Linked DNA regions of Mus musculus: regions 1, 2, 4, 5 and 6 are each linked to region 3. Evidence: chromatin contacts called from public HiChIP or PLAC-seq and promoter capture Hi-C data. All regions are on one chromosome and are shown on one strand. The core of a region is the stretch at or near the end of the contact, and the rest is flanking DNA. Distances in the headings are between cores, read along the strand shown.

The links. Promoter capture Hi-C pulls out the DNA fragments that hold promoters and counts their contacts. HiChIP or PLAC-seq counts read pairs in DNA pulled down with a chosen protein or histone mark.
Region 1: a contact with region 3 is called in an H3K27ac HiChIP or PLAC-seq map of embryonic stem cells, with 5 times the contacts expected there. The contact joins the promoter of Evi5 here to the promoter of Hfm1 in region 3. A contact is called at or near these places in 2 of 39 promoter capture datasets (hippocampal neurons and pre-B cells) and 1 of 115 datasets of contacts at active chromatin or transcription factors (embryonic stem cells).
Region 2: a promoter capture Hi-C map of embryonic stem cells shows a contact between it and region 3, with 4 times the contacts expected there. The contact joins the promoter of Btbd8 here to the promoter of Hfm1 in region 3. A contact is called at or near these places in 13 of 39 promoter capture datasets (the 3T3-L1 cell line, the C10 cell line, cranial neural crest and 9 more), 2 of 484 Hi-C or Micro-C datasets (both in embryonic stem cells), 7 of 115 datasets of contacts at active chromatin or transcription factors (astrocytes, embryonic forebrain, embryonic stem cells and 2 more) and 2 of 9 other capture datasets (adipose tissue and macrophages).
Region 4: a contact with region 3 is called in a promoter capture Hi-C map of embryonic stem cells, with 2.3 times the contacts expected there. The contact joins the promoter of Glmn here to the promoter of Hfm1 in region 3. A contact is called at or near these places in 7 of 39 promoter capture datasets (cranial neural crest, embryonic stem cells, hippocampal neurons and 3 more) and 2 of 115 datasets of contacts at active chromatin or transcription factors (bone marrow-derived macrophages and large pre-B cells).
Region 5: a contact with region 3 is called in a promoter capture Hi-C map of embryonic stem cells, with 4 times the contacts expected there. The contact joins the promoter of 4930428O21Rik here to the promoter of Hfm1 in region 3. A contact is called at or near these places in 5 of 39 promoter capture datasets (the 3T3-L1 cell line, embryonic stem cells, hippocampal neurons and 2 more).
Region 6: a contact with region 3 is called in an H3K27ac HiChIP or PLAC-seq map of embryonic stem cells, with 3 times the contacts expected there. The contact joins the promoter of Gfi1 here to the promoter of Hfm1 in region 3. A contact is called at or near these places in 1 of 39 promoter capture datasets (embryonic stem cells), 3 of 115 datasets of contacts at active chromatin or transcription factors (double positive thymocytes, embryonic stem cells and large pre-B cells) and 1 of 9 other capture datasets (embryonic stem cells).

The regions. Positions count from the first base shown.
Region 1 is chr5:107,867,777-107,870,476 of GRCm38.p6, reverse strand. Evi5 (ecotropic viral integration site 5) reads left to right here and starts at 1,429. Exons shown (of 20, transcript NM_001378824.1): 1 at 1,429-1,686.
Region 2 is chr5:107,436,635-107,439,334 of GRCm38.p6, reverse strand. Btbd8 (BTB (POZ) domain containing 8) reads right to left here and starts at 1,405. Exons shown (of 18, transcript NM_001378266.2): 1 at 1,190-1,405. The coding sequence starts at 1,338.
Region 3 is chr5:106,924,510-106,927,209 of GRCm38.p6, reverse strand. Hfm1 (HFM1, ATP-dependent DNA helicase homolog) reads left to right here and starts at 1,320. Exons shown (of 40, transcript NM_177873.3): 1 at 1,320-1,441; 2 at 2,278-2,379.
Region 4 is chr5:107,596,211-107,598,910 of GRCm38.p6, reverse strand. It overlaps Glmn (glomulin, FKBP associated protein), which reads left to right and starts at 1,272. Exons shown (of 19, transcript NM_133248.2): 1 at 1,272-1,367; 2 at 2,049-2,123. The coding sequence starts at 2,085. It overlaps Rpap2 (RNA polymerase II associated protein 2), which reads right to left and starts at 1,215. Exons shown (of 13, transcript NM_144911.3): 1 at 1,051-1,215; 2 at 344-389. The coding sequence starts at 1,123.
Region 5 is chr5:107,702,151-107,704,850 of GRCm38.p6, reverse strand. It overlaps 4930428O21Rik (RIKEN cDNA 4930428O21 gene), which reads left to right and starts at 1,371. Exons shown (of 3, transcript NR_045871.1): 1 at 1,371-1,441; 2 at 2,278-2,602. RefSeq lists an enhancer at 461-2,700.
Region 6 is chr5:107,722,925-107,725,624 of GRCm38.p6, reverse strand. It overlaps Gfi1 (growth factor independent 1 transcription repressor), which reads left to right and starts at 1,282. Exons shown (of 6, transcript NM_010278.2): 1 at 1,282-1,901; 2 at 2,217-2,402. The coding sequence starts at 1,787. RefSeq lists a promoter at 1,263-1,651.

The DNA of each region.
Region 1 (2,700 bases), core at 180-2,679, 940 kb before region 3:
TCTGAGCAGAGAGGGGAGCTGGAGAGGTAGGCAAGGTGCCTGGCCCTGGAGGGCTTGGTTAGGGTAATTTTTTTTTCCCCAAAAGAATGGGATACTGAACAGCAACAAGGTCACATGGTACAGTATTTGAACAAAAATTCTTCTTGTGGTTTGAGATTTGGAGAAGGGTAGGAGGGGATGTGGATAAAATAGGCTAGGTCAGTGTCCTTACACTATCTGCAGGTCAGGGTAATTTTAACTAAGGTGGTTGCTGATGAAGGAGATGAGAGAGATTCAAGGAAACTTTAGCAGATAAAAGCAAAGAATTTGCAGATAAATTGGAAAGGTACATTATACTTTTTTTTCTTTTGCTATGGGGTAGATACATTAAATTATGATGAAGTTTTTTGTTTGTTTTTTGAGTCAGGGTGGTGTTGCCTTGGCTCTCCTGAAACTCTGTAGACCAGGTTGGCCCTGAACTCTGAGATCTGCTTGCTTCTGTCACTCAAGTGCAGGGATCAAAGGCATGCGCCAAGACTGCCTGGTACAATGAAGTTGTTACATTGCCATTAATAACCCGACCTAAGTTATGCAAAAAAAAAAAAAATTGCCTCAGACTATTTTGAAAATTTCAAAGCTGGGTGGAGGACATGGTTTTACTTCCCATTTCTTATCCTAATCTTGTTGAAAAATAGTCTTTTCTAGAAGTGCTTGTGATAGTGGAACTTTTTCTGGACAGGTCTTACAAATCTAAATGTAAAAGCCAGTGGTATCATATTAGTAAACAATTTTAGAGCTTTTCTGACTGCTTGATGGTAATTACTATCCTTTTGGTCACTTTCAAGTATATAACAAAAATGATTTATATTGCCTTTATTATTTTTTTTTTTTGTTGCCTGCAATTCCTTTGACAGGACCCAAATGAATAGGCTGTTTTTGTCCCAAACTAAGTAATTTCCTTCTAAGAATTTCTTGGTTGGTGTTGGATAATTGCCCACCCTCTGCCGGACTCCGAAAAAACCCACGGTTTATTCTAGAGGATTAGTGGAAGACCTGTTTTACCACCGCGAGTGCCATTTGATTAATATTATGTTTTTGGGAGTGAGACTCCGGGCAGCCCTCGCAAAGCTGCGCGTCGCTGTGCGCGCCCCAGGCCTGCGCGGATGCTCGCCCGGGGGGCTCCGAGGGGGCGTGTCTTGTGCTTCCCTGACTGGCCAGGGGCGGCTCGAGAGACTGGGAAGTCAGCAGTTTGCATGGCCGAGGGCTGGGCGCTTGGGAAGAGGGGCGGAGGACCGAGAGGGATCTCCCCGCCTCCGTTCCTCTCGGTCCAATCCCTTCGGCTTCTGCTTCGGCTTCGCCAGCGCGGCCGGGGCCCTAACCTGCTCGAACCCATTATGCCGTAGAGGCCGGCCGGGGCTCTTTAAGGCCCTCGCCGCGCCTGCGCCCTGGGCTTTCGTGAAGCGGCCCGACCAGAGCCGGGCGGAGCTGGCGGGCGTGGGGCTGCGCGGGGTTCTCCCGAGTCGTCGGCGGTACGGTGGAGGGTCGCGGGCAGCTCCGGGTTCCTGAGCAGGAGGCGTGCGCCGGGTCACGCGGGGAACGCGGCCGCGGAGGCCGAGCCGGGCCGAGGCGCTTGGAGGCGGCGGCGGCACGGCCGCCGGCTGCATGGGAAGTTCATGTTGACGGCGGAGTCCACCCCAGGTTTCCAAGGTGAGGGGCGCCGCGCCAGGCCGGGCTGCGGCGAGGGAGGGCGCGGGCGCCGCCGAGGGCCGCGCCGCCCACCCGGGCCGCCGCCGAGTTTGCGGCGCGAGCCCGCCGGGGCCTGCGTTCCCCGCTCTCGCCTGGCCCGGGCGGCCTCGGGGCCCGTCCTCGAGGACACGGCGGTCCGCCGCGCCCTGCTCGGAAAGTTGGCGTCTCCATTCGGCCTGCGGCGGCTGCCGGCAGGTGATGGGCGAGCCAGGTGTGCAGAGCGACGGCGCACGGAGCTCCTGTGCACCCGGTTGCCCATCGCCTAACGGGGCTAGCCTGAGATTAACCGCGGGTTTCCGGTGGGTTGGCTTGCGGTGGTGGCGCCTGCGCTGGTGACTCCGACCTTAGGTCTTTTCACCAAAGAGCGAAGCAAAAGTTCTGGACCGGTTCCCTCGCAGTCCCGTTTCTGCTGGAGGGGATTTTGAAGAGCAACAAGCGGTTTTCTTTGGAGAATAATAAACCTTTCTCCGCCGAGAGAATGAATTCCAGAGCTTCCTGAAGTTAGAGAAACATGGTCTGTTGGTAGTTTTTAATCTTTGCGCGGTGTTTTTTTTTTTTTTTTTTTTTTTGGTGTGTGTGTTTTAAATTTTATTAGTAATAATTTCTCAGTGTTCCAGAACTTTGCTTCCTGTAAGATAGAAAATGCTCACCTTCTATGAGAAGTTTGTGTCAAGGAAATCTTAGAAAATTTATTCAAGCCTATCTGGAGTAGAAAGATCACAATTTTAAGTTTTCAGGTAATGATTTTTAAGTGAACCAACACAAACCAACAAATTACTAGGTTGGGATATATACCTCGGAGGAGTGGAATTGCTGTTTTTTTTTTGTTTGGTTTTCTTTCTGGGTCAGAGTTTTGCTATGTAGCCCAGGCTGTCCCCGTACTCCTGCCGTCGACCTCCTTGCAGTATATTGCCACTATTTCTGGTTGATTATTTTTTAAAAATTTCTGGCATTAGGTTCTGTTGGGCCTTCTCA
Region 2 (2,700 bases), core at 156-2,655, 510 kb before region 3:
TTTCTTAGACCTGATATAAAAGGCACGGCTTTCTCTTCCCCATGCTTCCAGGCAGCTGATAAGACATGTAGCTTGCCTATTGACTCTGTTTTTAAAATCATTTTATTAATGAGACTATGAAGACTATGAAGAAGAGGACCTCAGCTTTTTTTCCCGATAAACATATGAGCTCAACGTGAAGATCCCCAAATTTCCACAGTTGTTCACAGTAAGATTTGTAGAATAAAGCCAGGTGTGGTGGCAGATGCCTCTAATGACAGGCAGAGGCAGGCTGATCTGTGATCCTGGTCTAGAGAGTGAGTTCCTGAACAGTCTGGGCTACATTGAGAAAAAACAACCCAAAAAACAAAACAACGAAACCCAAATAAGCAAACGAAAGTATTGTGCAATAAGAGAGAAATGATCCAGAGGTTAGCAGCATTGCTCTTGCAGAGGGCCTGGGTTTGGTTCTCATCACCCACACTATTATAGAAAGAATACGCATTCCCAGTAAGAAATCACTCCCGCACTTATCACAGGTCTGCGTATGGCTAATTAATGCCTAAGGAAGAGCTGGCCTTGAGTAAATTTTTACTAACTTATATACACACCTTAGGAGATGCATTTTCATATATGCCGTCATCTTTAAATCGAGTTCCAGCCCCAGTCTGCACTTTGAACAATTTAAATAGAGACAGGAGTCTGCAAGTCTGACCACTTGGGTGGATGGGAGGTTTGCACAGCAGAGCTATTGCCAGAATTATTTTCAGTACAGCAGTATGTGTTTCCCCCACTAGTTGATGGCCGGGTTCATCTTGCCCACCTGTCAGAATTATGCCTTCCCTGCTAAGAGCATAGAGGAATTAATGGTAGCTGTGACCCTGAGCTGCCCCGTTAAAGGCACACGGTTCGGTCCTTCATGTCAAGAAAACACTCGTTTTCCTAATTGAATAATTTTTCTTCCAACTTTTTAAAGACATGGTATGTGTTTCAGGGTCTGGACGCAGCCCGAACTCAGCAACAGCCACTGCCGGTGTGTGAACCTTAGAAACACTGGTTGCAACGCATCGTGTAGGTCTAATTTTTGTCCTCCTTCTGAGTGCCTAGACACCGGTTCCTTGGGTCGGGCTGAGCCTCCTTGGGAGGGAGGCGCCCAGCGAGACTGCAGCGAGGCGGGGAGGGAGTGAGCAGCGCTGCTCCCGCCTCCTACCTGAGCACGTCGCGGCTGAGCTGCTCCGACACCGCCGCCTTCAGCCGGCGCCGCTCCCCGGGCCCCTTCCTGGGCAGCCCCTTCCTGCCATGCCCCGGGGAACTCAGAAGGGCCACCGGGGCCGCACCTCCCGCTCCACAGTGGGCCATGTCGGCCGCAGAACCCCGGTGCCAGGCCGCGCTGGACCGGTACGGGGGCGTTCCCGAGCCCAACAGCGCGCAGCCGAATCCGCCCCGGAAGGAAAATTCCCGCCCCCACCTAGTTTGCAGCCGGTCCCTAAATGCTGCGGACCAGGCACCGCGCGCCTAGGACTCAAAGCCCGTAGCCACGTGACCGGGCGCTGCTGCGCAGGCGCACTCGCTCTGTTTACATTGGCCTGTTTGCGCCCTCCTAACTGACCTGAAGGGAAGGTCCCCAGAGCTGTAATCTGTTCTTTCTTCTTACTGGTTGGTGTTAAGTCAACCGTTTAATGAGTGTTATGGAGAAGTGACTTGAAATCAATGTGAGAAGAATTTGTATGTGTTCTTTCTGGGGTGTCTGCATCCTCTGCCCTCTTTATGAAAGATGGGGGTTGGGGGTAAGGTGGGGGATGGGATCACAAGAGTTTTCCAGTAGTGAGTATTAATGTCCTGAGCAAGGAGGTAGATAGGCATAGTTGGTATAGCACAAGTTATATTTTAGTATGCCGAGGGTCATCACATAAGGTTCATGCCCTAAATTCCTATGGTCCCAAGGCCATCTCCCTAAGGCTGCTTAACTGGGTGATGTATCTTAGCTGAAGGTTATATAAGGGTCCATGATTCGCCAAGGAATGATACCTAGGACTCAAATAGTATGTAAACACAAAGAGTGTTTTATTCTACAGAAGTCCAGCATGCTGGGGTCTCCCATTACCAAGACAGAGACAATCAAGTGAGCTCGCAGGCCTGATTTAAGCACATTAGGGGATTCTGGGATAGATAACCTTCATCTTGCTCCATCTCTAAGAATATTCCGTTACCAGGGTGTGGGGGATGGAAACTGTTGTTGACCCTTTGCCCTTGCTTCAGGCCAGGTGGCAGGACAGCTTCTGATGGCAGGGCAGTTTCTGACCAGCTGCCTAAAGCCAGGGTTTTTTTCTAGTAACTGACTTGCCTGGGCTTGCCTGGATTTGCCCAGTTCTTAGGCCTAGTCTCCTGGACTGCCAATTTGAAGCCTGTCATGGAGTCAGCCTGTATCAGACGACTCTAACAGTCTTTGATTAAGGGTCAGGATCCTGGGAGAGACTCTCCAGCCACAGGGCAGACTCTTAATCTCTGTTTACATTCTATCTACTGGCGTCAACGGGATTCTAGGGCTGTGTCTAATTATCTAAGTGGTGCCACTAGGTTTTGGTTATCAGGTGCAGCCTTGAGTTCAGTGGAATTCCTGGCTAAGCTATTTTTACAAATCTAAAATGCATGTTTTTTTGTTTTGTTTTGTTTTGTTTTGTTTTACTGTGCTCATTACACCTACTTAGCTTTGAGGAATAA
Region 3 (2,700 bases), core at 71-2,570:
GGATGTAAAATTTGCCAGAAGGGAGCTGTTTATAAGTGAGACCTAAACATTAGTTTTGTGGTTTGAAGGGGTTATTCAGCTCTGCCTCTGCTCTGAGTACAGAGGTGAGCACGTGTAGGAGCGAGACTTCCCAGCAGCAGAGCTTAGTTCTCTCAGAGGCCAAGAAGCCAGGACCTGTGGTGTGCCCAGCAAGCTCTGTGGAAGGGAAAATTCAGAGCCTATCGTGGCTTGGGTGCTCACTTGTGGGAAATAAAACATTAACAAGCCTCAGAATTGCTCAGAGGCTGCTGTGTTTTATGCGATCTGCGCAGATGACTTGTATGGTGGGCAAAGCTGCCACTTGCGCGTTAAGTCAATAGAAAAAAAAAAGCACTTTGTATGTGTTTTTTTAAATATATACACGCTAATTAACAATAGATGCTTCAAATACAGCAGAGATCTGCTTGAAGTTTTTAAACATACACTTTTTCTAATCGTACTGTTAAACAACGAAACACAATGTCAATGTCTGCTTAAGGGAAATAGAGTGTAGAAAGAAGAGCTGGGGGCCAGGCATAGGCACGCTCTGGAAATAAATAATTGATATTTGGTATCAAATATTTACATCAGATGTATTTCCTGACCTCTCTGGATAGAATGTTTAAACTCAGTCTTGTAGCTCAACAGTGACCTAATGGGTGCCATTTTAAATTAGACACTTAGGTAGGAAGAAAATGGAGGTTCCAGGGCTGCGGCCTAGCTAATGCCTGGCAGTAGAGGACCCCCAAGGTAAGATATTTATTTAATGATTAGCGGTGCGCCCATCAAAACCAACCACACATCTCTGAAGGAAACAGTTGGGCTGGGAAGGGGACTGGGGGTTGCCGATCCATTCTTAGGCGTTTGACTAAGCCGGGCTTGGGGGGCGTTCGAAGGGTCGGTAAATCGGCGCTCGACTCAGCCCCCCTCCCCCCGGCAGGTGGCTGTGGCCTGGGCGGGACGCGCGCGCCTCGCGTGGGCGCGTGGGGGGCTCGGTGAGCGAGCAGTGGCGGGGCCGGGGAGAGGAGGGAGGTAGGGTGGGTGGGTAGGGAAGCGCGTGCGGGGAGGGAGGAGGTGGGGAAGGAGGCGCGTGACGGGGAGGGAAGTGCGAGGGATGGGGAGGGGATGCGTGGGGTATGGACCACCGGGCCGGGCAGCCGGGCGCCCTCAGCGGGCGAGCGAGCGAGCGAGCGGGCGTCTCCCACACATTCCCGTCAGGGAGCGCGGCCTGAGGCCTGAGGCGCACCGTGCGGTGCGGGGGTCGGAGGTGCGGCGGGGAAGGCGCGCATGCGCGTCGCCTCAGCCTCCCGCCCGGAGCGCGCCGGGCCGGTCTGTTCTCTAGTCCGCTGTCCTCCCCTCGCGCTCAGTTGTGGTGCGTGGTCGCTGGGCCTGGGTCTCTGCACCGGCGGATGATTTCTGACGGGTTGGTTGTTATGCGTGGACGTCTGCGCTTCTGACATAAGTACTAGTTTGTTTGAGACAGGTCCCCACTCTGTAGCCTAGGCTATCCCTGCCTAGCTTCATCTTCCACCTCCCAACTGTTGGGGTTGCTGTTGGGAGCCACTCGCCTTTAAGTATGTTTTCAGTTGCAAAAATTATAAGGAAACCGCTGTCCAGTACTTTTATACAACAAGTAAAAGATCATAGAGAATAAGATACTAAGGTTGTCAGAAATACAGAAAGGTGTGTGTTACTTCTACAAGCCACAAGCCATACAAAACAGGTCGCAGTGTGGACTCTAAAAATACTTGGGGCGATATCACTTACAGAATTTTGCACTATATTTCTGTATTACACGGTGAGACCTGTTTTGTGTGTGTGTGTGTGTGTGTGTGTGTGTGTGTGTGTGTGTGTGTGTATGTAGCCCAAGCTGACCTTGGCTGAGACTGGCCTTAAATTGATCCTCCTGCCTCCACCTTTCCAGGGCTGAACTATAAGCTTGTACCACTATGCGAGGCTCTGAAATAAGAACTTTGAGACAAATTTAGAATATCTAAACTTAAAACTTTAATTAAAAAGTTATCACCTTACATCAAAATGTAACGTTTATTTTAGGGATGGTTTTTTAAAAGTATTTATTTACATCATGAAAATTCCAAATTCACCATCTTTTAGAGTCCAGCTAGAAAAATAAAAAATTCAAACTTAACTGAGGGAAATCAGTTGACTAAAATTGCTTTATTTAGAATTATTTTATAAATTGATTGCTAGTGCACTCATTCCAAAATGAATTTTTATGGGTTATCTTCTCTATGCCAGGAACTGTTCCAGGTTATTGAAGCACATTAAGAAGAAGAAACAAACATCCCTTTTTTGCTTTCTAGGGAGAAAGATAAACTAAACACACAGTAACAATTACAGGTGAGTGTTTTTTAAAAAGCTAAGAATACAAGATGGAGAGATGCACAATTTTGGATAAAGAGTTTTCCCCCCATTGGAGTACATCAGAATTAAAATATATATGTGATGTTTTTATTCTGAACTAAAGTTATACCGACTATTATACTAAAACCAGAAAAATGTTCTTGCTACTGTGTGCATGGGAGGTCTTTTTGTACAGGGTAACATTTAAAATTAGTTTTAATTTGTTTCACTTTCTTTTAGAATGAAAAATTAGATCAGACATGTTAGTATTAAAATCATTTACATTCTGAGGTAGCAGAGCTCTAGAAACATGGTTTG
Region 4 (2,700 bases), core at 23-2,522, 670 kb before region 3:
AAGGACAGAGCAGTCTTACGTGAGAATCGACAGTGCTTCCTGAGTCTTCAGTATTTTCTCAAGAAAGGTATGCACTATGCTTTTAAACTATTTGGGCTGGAGTATAGCTCGGTAAATTAGACAAAGAGCTTCATTAGAATGTACAAAGTCTTTAAGTTCAATTCCCAGATTGCAAGATCAGAAAACAGAACATCAAAACAAAAAAACCAAAACCAAAAAGAAAAAAGAAAAAAAAAAAAAAAAAAAAGAAAAGAAAAAAAAAAAGAAAAGAAAAAAAAAACCAAATCAGATTGAATTAATGAGATAAAAGCAAAGTGAAATGCAGATGCCCACGTGGTTCTACCTTTTAGATGCATCTCCTCGTTTCAGGGCTCGGGTCTGTTTAGTACCTACAATTGAAGAGAGAAAAGTCAAGTGCCAATGCATTTGATGTAGCAGAGTAGTCCCCAAATATCACACTGTAGGCACCATTTCCTTTTCTCTCACACATCTCATTTCCAACTTCGATGTGTACAAAAAAAGAAAAACAACCCCCCCCCCAGAAAAACAAAAACAAAAGGGGGGGCTAAACAGGAAGCAAATTCAATTGTTTCTGTAAATTAATTACATTTTACATTTTCATGACGGCAGTCTCTTCGAGGACTCTTTCTCATCGGATGCGCTTTAATCAAGTGCTTTTAAAACACTCTCTAAACTGGGTTCCTTTAGAATAAACATTGCTCAGTCTCCCAAATGTTTGTTCCCTTGCCTAAAGAGAGGAGTCTGAGACCTCAGAGACCAGATATCAAAGCAATCCAAGGTTCAAGGCAACTGACCACCACCTGCCTTGGCCACTTGTTCCCACGTACGGGTAGATCCTAAAACCCCTGTGTAAGAGTGTGGGATTCCTCCCCCGAAGGCACTAGGACAGCCTGCGTTGGGAAGCTCTGGGCCTCATCCACCCGGAGTTCTCGCTCTCCCCGGCGCAGCCTCAGAAAGAGGCCCGCGCGTGCGTGGTACTCAAACCAAGGTCTCAGGGTCCCAGCCTGGGACGGTGGCTCTTGTTCGTACCGGTAGCATCTCGGTGGGTGCTGGAAGCCCGGGTACTTGGGCCTAGAGAGCAAGGTACGGCAGAGTCAGCCATGGGGAAATGCGGTCAGAAGAGGGGGTCGGGACAGCACATCTACCTCCTCACGCTTCGCCCGGAACCGGGCTGGGGGCGGGCCCAGGGAGGGCGGGGCGAGCGGCGGAGGGGGCGGGCCCAGGGCGGGGCGGGGCGAGCGGCGGAGGGGGAGGGTCCGGTCCGGGGGCGGGGCCAGGAGTGCGGCCTGCGCTACCTGAAGTGGAGAAGGAGGAGGAGGGCAAGAGGCAGGCGCGTGGATCGGCGGGTAGGTAGACATGCTGGGTCGGGCGGATCGGGCTCGCCGAACAGGACCTGCGCCGCACGCGGCTCTCCTGCTCGGCCTCTGGAGGTGCTGGAGCCTGGACACCCTGCCCTGCAGGAGCAGGGAGAAATGGCCTCCCTTCGCCTCAGCCAGGCGCGGTAGGGTGTGATTTTCCTGTTCGCGCCTGCGGGGCAAGGACCTTCGCTGCTGGCCTCCTTTTCGTGATACTCGGTGATCTCACTGACGATTGTTTATGTGAGGAGGGAGATCCTGTGGAGAATGGGGTGGGCGGCATCGGAATCTTCAACTTCTTTGGGTGACTTAATTATGTTGGATTCCAGTTTTTGTCAATGGGACATTTAAAAAAATTACTTAATGATTAGATTTTTCATTCCAGGTCCACAATTTGGATTTTTGTTTTCCTTTTAAACAAAGGCTTTTCTAGTAGTTCTTTCTAGGGCTCTTTTTATTTTTTTACTCGTCATTCTTTAAAAATTACTTTCTTTAGGCATTATATCAGGGGCTTTTAAAAATGCTTCATTAGGCTAACACAGTAACGTTCAGTAATAGCAGTTAACCTATAAAACTTTACATTGTGTTTGTTGTCTAATAATTCAGAATGAAACGGTTTATGAAACATAATTTACATGGTATCACACAATTAACTGGGTTTTTTTGTATTAGTTCATTACAGCATCAAAATTAGGAAAATAATTAGGAATGGCTGTGGAGGAACTTCAGAGCATAATAAAAAGATGTGTAAGTACTTCTCCGAAAACACCTTTAAATATATGGGAAGGGCATAGAGTATCTTTACTTTGTGGTCACTCATGTTATTTATCTTAACTAAATTCTGCTTCTTCTTTTTTGACTTGTAAATATCAAAAAATCAGGAAAGTAGATTAGATGATAATGATGATGGTGGTGGTGACTTTCAATCCTAGTACTTTTGGGAGGCAAAGGCAGAGGGGTCTCTGATTTTGAGGCTGGCCTGGTTTACATGGTAAATTTCCAGGACAGCTTGGGCTATGGAGAGAGAGAGAGAGACCCTCGCTCACAAGGGGCATAAGGGGCTAGAGAGATGGTTCAGTGGTTAAGAGCACTTGTTCTTGCGGAGGACCTGGGTTCATTTCTCAAAACCCAGGCCCTGTTCTGGCCCACAATGGGCATCAGGCACATGCATATGTATGAAGGTAAACGTTAGTAAATTGTATTTAAAAGCATATTAAATCATGTACATGTCTGTTTATGTGTGTTGGTAGGGGGTATATATGAGTATAAGTGCCTGGCATGGAAGCCGTAGCGTTAGGACCACTCAGAGCTGGAGTTACAGGTG
Region 5 (2,700 bases), core at 122-2,621, 780 kb before region 3:
CACCTCCTATTTCCTGCCTCAGCTCATTGGCCATAGGCTTTTTTTTAATTGACAGGTGATGCTCTCATACATTACGTAGAGATTCTCTCTTCACCTTTATTTTCCTGATGATTTTCTTTTATTTACTTTTTTATAACTCAAGATCATGTCTGTCTTGTTTATTACTACATCTCCAGGGTCTTTATCAGTGCAGGTCAGAAAGTAAATACTTCATGAATAAATATTACCGGGGATGGCATGTAACTCTGGTACCATGTGTATGTAGCATGTATAAGGCCCTGGGTTTAGTCTCCACTACCTCTAAAATTTACCTTAAAAGTTCACCTTAAAAGTTCAGAGCAGTTGGAATTCTGGGCATGGGTATGTTAGGAATACATGCATACATTTCTCTACTTATTAATGGTTTTCTTTTGTGTGTAGTGTGTATACATATGCTATACATGTGCACAGATGTTTGTGTGTAGGCGCCTGTGCATGTAGACATCAGAGGTCTGTGTGGACATCTTCTGTTGTTGTCCACTGAACTTCCTGAGACAAGATCTTTCACAGTAAATCAGGAGCTCATTGGTGGCTAGGCTGGCTGTAAGCCTCCATCTCTCCCCCTACACTGGCAGATGCTAACATACCCACTGCACTTTGGAGATGTCTTCTCAGCTCCACTAATGTTTTTAATCTAATCTAAGCCTACACAGCAGACAGAGGGAAGTTTAGAAGAATGAAGAGGCCAAGAGCAGCCATACTTCATGGGCTAGCCTGGGCTTAGGGTCTCAGAAAGGTTAGAAAGGTTAAAACTAAGAGTTTGGCTGCAGTTCCCTCACATCCCAGTGTCTGTGCTGTGAGTTTGAGTCCTGTGTGTATCACATTGCCAGGGCAGGAATGGGCCAGATTGCACTGGAAGGAACAGCAGTTTACTGCAGAATCAAGCAGGAAGAGTGTGGCTGGCTTGTTCTGGTCTCATGATGTGCAGGAATTAACATTTTGTTGTTGTCCTTTGTTTTGATTTGGGTCTTACGTATCCCAGGCTGTCCTCTTTCTCTCACCCCAAGTCCCAGGATTACTGGGTGTGAAGTTCAAGGTTGTATCCTCTGTTACATGAGTTTGAGGCCAGCCTGGACTACTGTTGTGTTCCCGTACCTGCCACTAACTTTATATTATCAAATAAAAAGGAGTCGGATGGCCCAAAGCTCACTGTCCCTGAAACAAAAGGTGTGATAGATCTTTCCTTAGCTGATGTTTTCAGTTTCACTATGACGTTGTCTCTTCGAAACATCTGGTTTCCTCTACTCACCAATCCTACTCTAAAGATTAAACACAACTCAGAAGCTGAATCTGCAGTGAAAAAGAAAAAAAGAGAGATTACCACATCATACACAGCAAGAGCTTCACTGCTGCAAACCAAGTATGGCTCCCACTGTCACCCAGCACTTGGGAGGCTGAGGAGGTAGAGTTTTAGGAAACCTTGGGGAAATGAAAGGCTGGAAGGCTGAGTGCTGAGTAGGCAGGCAGTGGATGGGTCACCATCATTATGCTTGCTACTGGTATCTTTTTAAATTTGAGACAGGCTTTCGTGTAGTCCAGGCTGGCCTCAAACTCATGTAACAGAGGATACAACCTTGAACTTCACACCCAGTTTATATCGCCTCACTTTAGTAACTACTATCACGTAGTAAAAATTTATACCAAGTGACACAGCAGGGATTTGAGTCCTAACTCAAATTACTGGTCTCATTCTTTAAGGTGAGTGAGCACTGATATTCTCAGTTACATTGCGATAGATTTTAACACTGATCAACTTAGGAATAAATGTCACACATTTCAATAAATCTATTCTAGTATATTCTTCCTGTCAAACAGTTCAGAGGGATATTTCAGAAATCAGCTGCTCACTGCTGATGGAATCCCAGAACCATCTGTTTATCACCTAAATTATTCTTACCTGTGTGATGGAGGTAAGGTGCACAGGATTCTCTGTGTCCTTAAAGAAATACAACTGCCTCCAACACCTGGTCCAGCAGTGTGCTGCTGTCCAGAGACAAAAACTCTACTCTCTTTATTCACTGACTTTTCTCTCTGTGTTTGTATGTGTGTGTTTGCATGTGTATGGTTGATGATTTTTTCTCTGTGTTTGTACATGTAATATGTATGTGTGTGTTTGCATGTATGTGGTTGATATGCGTCTGTATGTGCATACATGTGAAGGCTAGAGGTTGATTTCATGTGTCTTTCTTAATCACTCTGACCTTATATAGTGAAACAGGGTCTCTCACTTGAACCTAGAGCCCACGGATTTGGCAAGTCTGGATAGCCAGCTTGTCCCTGGGATCCTCTGCTCCTCCCGCCTGAGATCTAGCACGGCAAGTGGACTGCCACATCTGCCTGTGGACCTCCACCACATCTGCCTGTGGACCACCACCACATCTGCCTGTGGACCACCACATCTGCCTGTGGACTACTACATCTTCCTATGGACCTCCACCACATCTGCCTGTGGACCACCACATCTGCCTGTGGACCACCACCACATCTGCCTGTGGACCACTACATCTGCCTATGGACCTCCACCACATCTGCCTGTGGACCACTACATCTGTCTGGATTTTATGTGAGTTCTGGGGATCCAAACTCTGGCTCTCGTACCTCAGCCCCTAATCCCTGATTCTTAAACCAGAAATGCAAATGTGTTTTCTTACTGACTGGGGA
Region 6 (2,700 bases), core at 33-2,532, 800 kb before region 3:
GCCTGGCGGGCCGCTGTGCCAGGAGCGTGCCGCCCCGCCCCCTGGACGCCAGCTGCAGCACGAGGTTGCCTTCCCACGCGCTGGGCCTCCTTGCCATCCCCTTACCCCTCCTACCCGGAACCCAGCAAAGCCCTCCGAAGCGTAGGTTTGTGGCCTGGGCGAGGACGCCACCTCTGTGTCTACCCTGTCCCGCGTGGTGCTGACGCGCAGACCCAGCGCGGGACCAGACAGCCCTGCTTCCCACGGGTCCCGTTCTTGGCTATCGCAGGACCGAACCTCATCGAGGCCTCCAGAACTCTTGCCCTGTTTTCTTGCTCTTCATGCTTGCTTTAAGAATTGTCCTCTGGTTGGAGCGTCTGGCTGTACAGACAGGGAGTGCGGGAAAATTAAAGCGCCGGAGCCTGGGTTCTGGGAGCCAAACCCGACCAAGGCGTGTGACTATACATTATGACTGGGAATCTGAAGCAGGAGTCCTTGGGCTCCTTTTAAGTGGGTACAACAGGGTGTGTTCTGTACGCGCTCCTGGGGGGGGGTGGCGAAGAGGCTCGGGTTCCTCAGTCTGAACTGCACGAAGCCCAAAGACCCGGGGCGTGCGCCGGCCTGTGCCCCAGTCTTTGAGCCCGCCGCCGCCGTTCAGCCTCTATTGCCTTGGACCTTGGAGGCAGGCGGATTCGTTTCACCCTAGGCCTCCCTAGGGTCGCCCCCGGAGCGGGCCAGGAGCTGGGACGCAGTCTCAGCCCCGCCTCCTGCAGGGCTCAGGTTTCGACCCGAGATTAGGTGAACTGATTGGGGGTTAAAGAGAGCGACGCCAGCTCTCGGTCATGCTCAGGGACCCTGGCCTCCTGGCCAGGCCTTCTGGCCACTGCTCACTCGTGCGCGCTCCGGTTTCATCTTGCTGGCCCGCGAAGTCGTTGGCACTCATTAAATTTGGGCACCGCGTGTTTGCCAGTAAGCACGCAGTTTAAACTCAACTTCCCTAGGACAAGATTTTTGGTGAGCAGATCAGAAAATAATTCTTTCTGGGACTTAGTTTCTGAAGCAAGGCCTACAGGTCTGGAATGTTTCTCAGTGGTCGCCGTCCTGGCCGGTGCCACACCACTATTCCAGTGGGCGTTTCTCCTGGGACAAGTGTTGGTCCTTTGCCACTCCCACCTCACTTTCCTGTGCCTCTGGCTTCCTGACTTCTGCTCCAGCCACTGCAGCACATAGTCCCTAGGCAAACCAGTCCCTAGTACGCCCCTCTTTCGCTTCTGTTCGTCGCGGGGCTCCTGGAGGTTTTGGCTCCAAGCCCCTTCCGGGTCCCAAACACTGATGCCCCCTGACTGGCTAAACTAAGCCACGCATCCCTGGCGTGAGCCACAACCCAGAAGGGAGCAGGTGGGCTTGCAGGGTTGACTTGGGATAACGGACCAGTTGTGGACTACTGCTCTCAGGAGAGTGATGATCTAGCTTTGGTAGGGAAGGGGAGGGGCTGAGGCGTGGGCAGGGCAGAGCAAAGGGACCAGAGCCAGAGCCTGGGGACAGGTTTTACCACTGAGCTGTTGCAGTGGCGGCGGAGGCCGGGATTCGTGCCACCTGTCCGAGTGCCACCTGGTGAGCGTGGCGCCTGGGTCCAGGCCCCTCCTCCCGCGGCTTCCCTCTCTCCTCCCTGGCCCACACTCTTCCTTGGCCTGGGAACCTACCACAACCGCCATCGGTGCTGACCCTCGTTTCCACCCAATTTTCCCCCTTCTCTCAGAACTCAGAGTATCCGAGGGTCCAAACATTCGTCCAGCGGCTGACCACCATGCCGCGCTCATTCCTGGTCAAGAGCAAGAAGGCGCACAGCTATCACCAGCCGCGTTCTCCGGGGCCGGACTACTCCCTGCGCCTGGAGACCGTGCCTGCGCCGGGCAGAGCAGGTGCGAAGCGCGCAGAGGCCGGGTAGGGCAGCTGCCGAGGACACCGACTCTGCTCCAAGCCACCTCGTTTCCTAGGAATCGGGGGAGGCTATCCTAACGCCCCTCGGGTGCTTTTTTGTTTTTGTTTTTGTTTCCCGGTGCTCAGATTTGCTGAGCTTGCCAGAGATGCCCCTGGCGCTCGCAGTCGGCTCTTGAATTCGGGAGGGAGGGCTCCCGGTTGGGTCAGAGTGGACAGAGGAGGACACGGGCGCCACGGTGGAACCACTTCAGTTCGGCCAGGTTTAGGTTTATTTCTCTCCTGAATCTTTTCCGCAGAGGGCGGCGCTGTGAGTGCAGGCGAGTCGAAAATGGAGCCCCGAGAGCGTTTGTCCCCCGACTCTCAGCTTACCGAGGCTCCCGACAGGGCCTCCGCGTCCCCCAACAGCTGCGAAGGCAGCGTTTGTGACCCCTGCTCCGAGTTCGAGGACTTTTGGAGGCCCCCTTCTCCCTCCGTGTCTCCAGGTAAGCCTTGATTCGAGGTCTTGTGGCAGAGTTCTGGAGTCGCAGCACGGAGGGAAGCCCGCACAAGGGATGCAGAGGGTCGGCCTAGGGATCTGGCTCCTAAGGGAACAGGGTTCAGGGGAGGCATCCAGCTTTTGTGCTGGACACCTTGCCCAAAGTGTCCTCTGCCTCCTTCTAAGTCCCTTAGCTCCAGGCTGGCCCTTAATTCGTTTGCCTGGAACTAACAGGCGAGGTCAAACGAACTGGTCCTTCTCTGGCTGGCATTTCTTTTATGTCCAGAATTCATTGTTTAGAAATT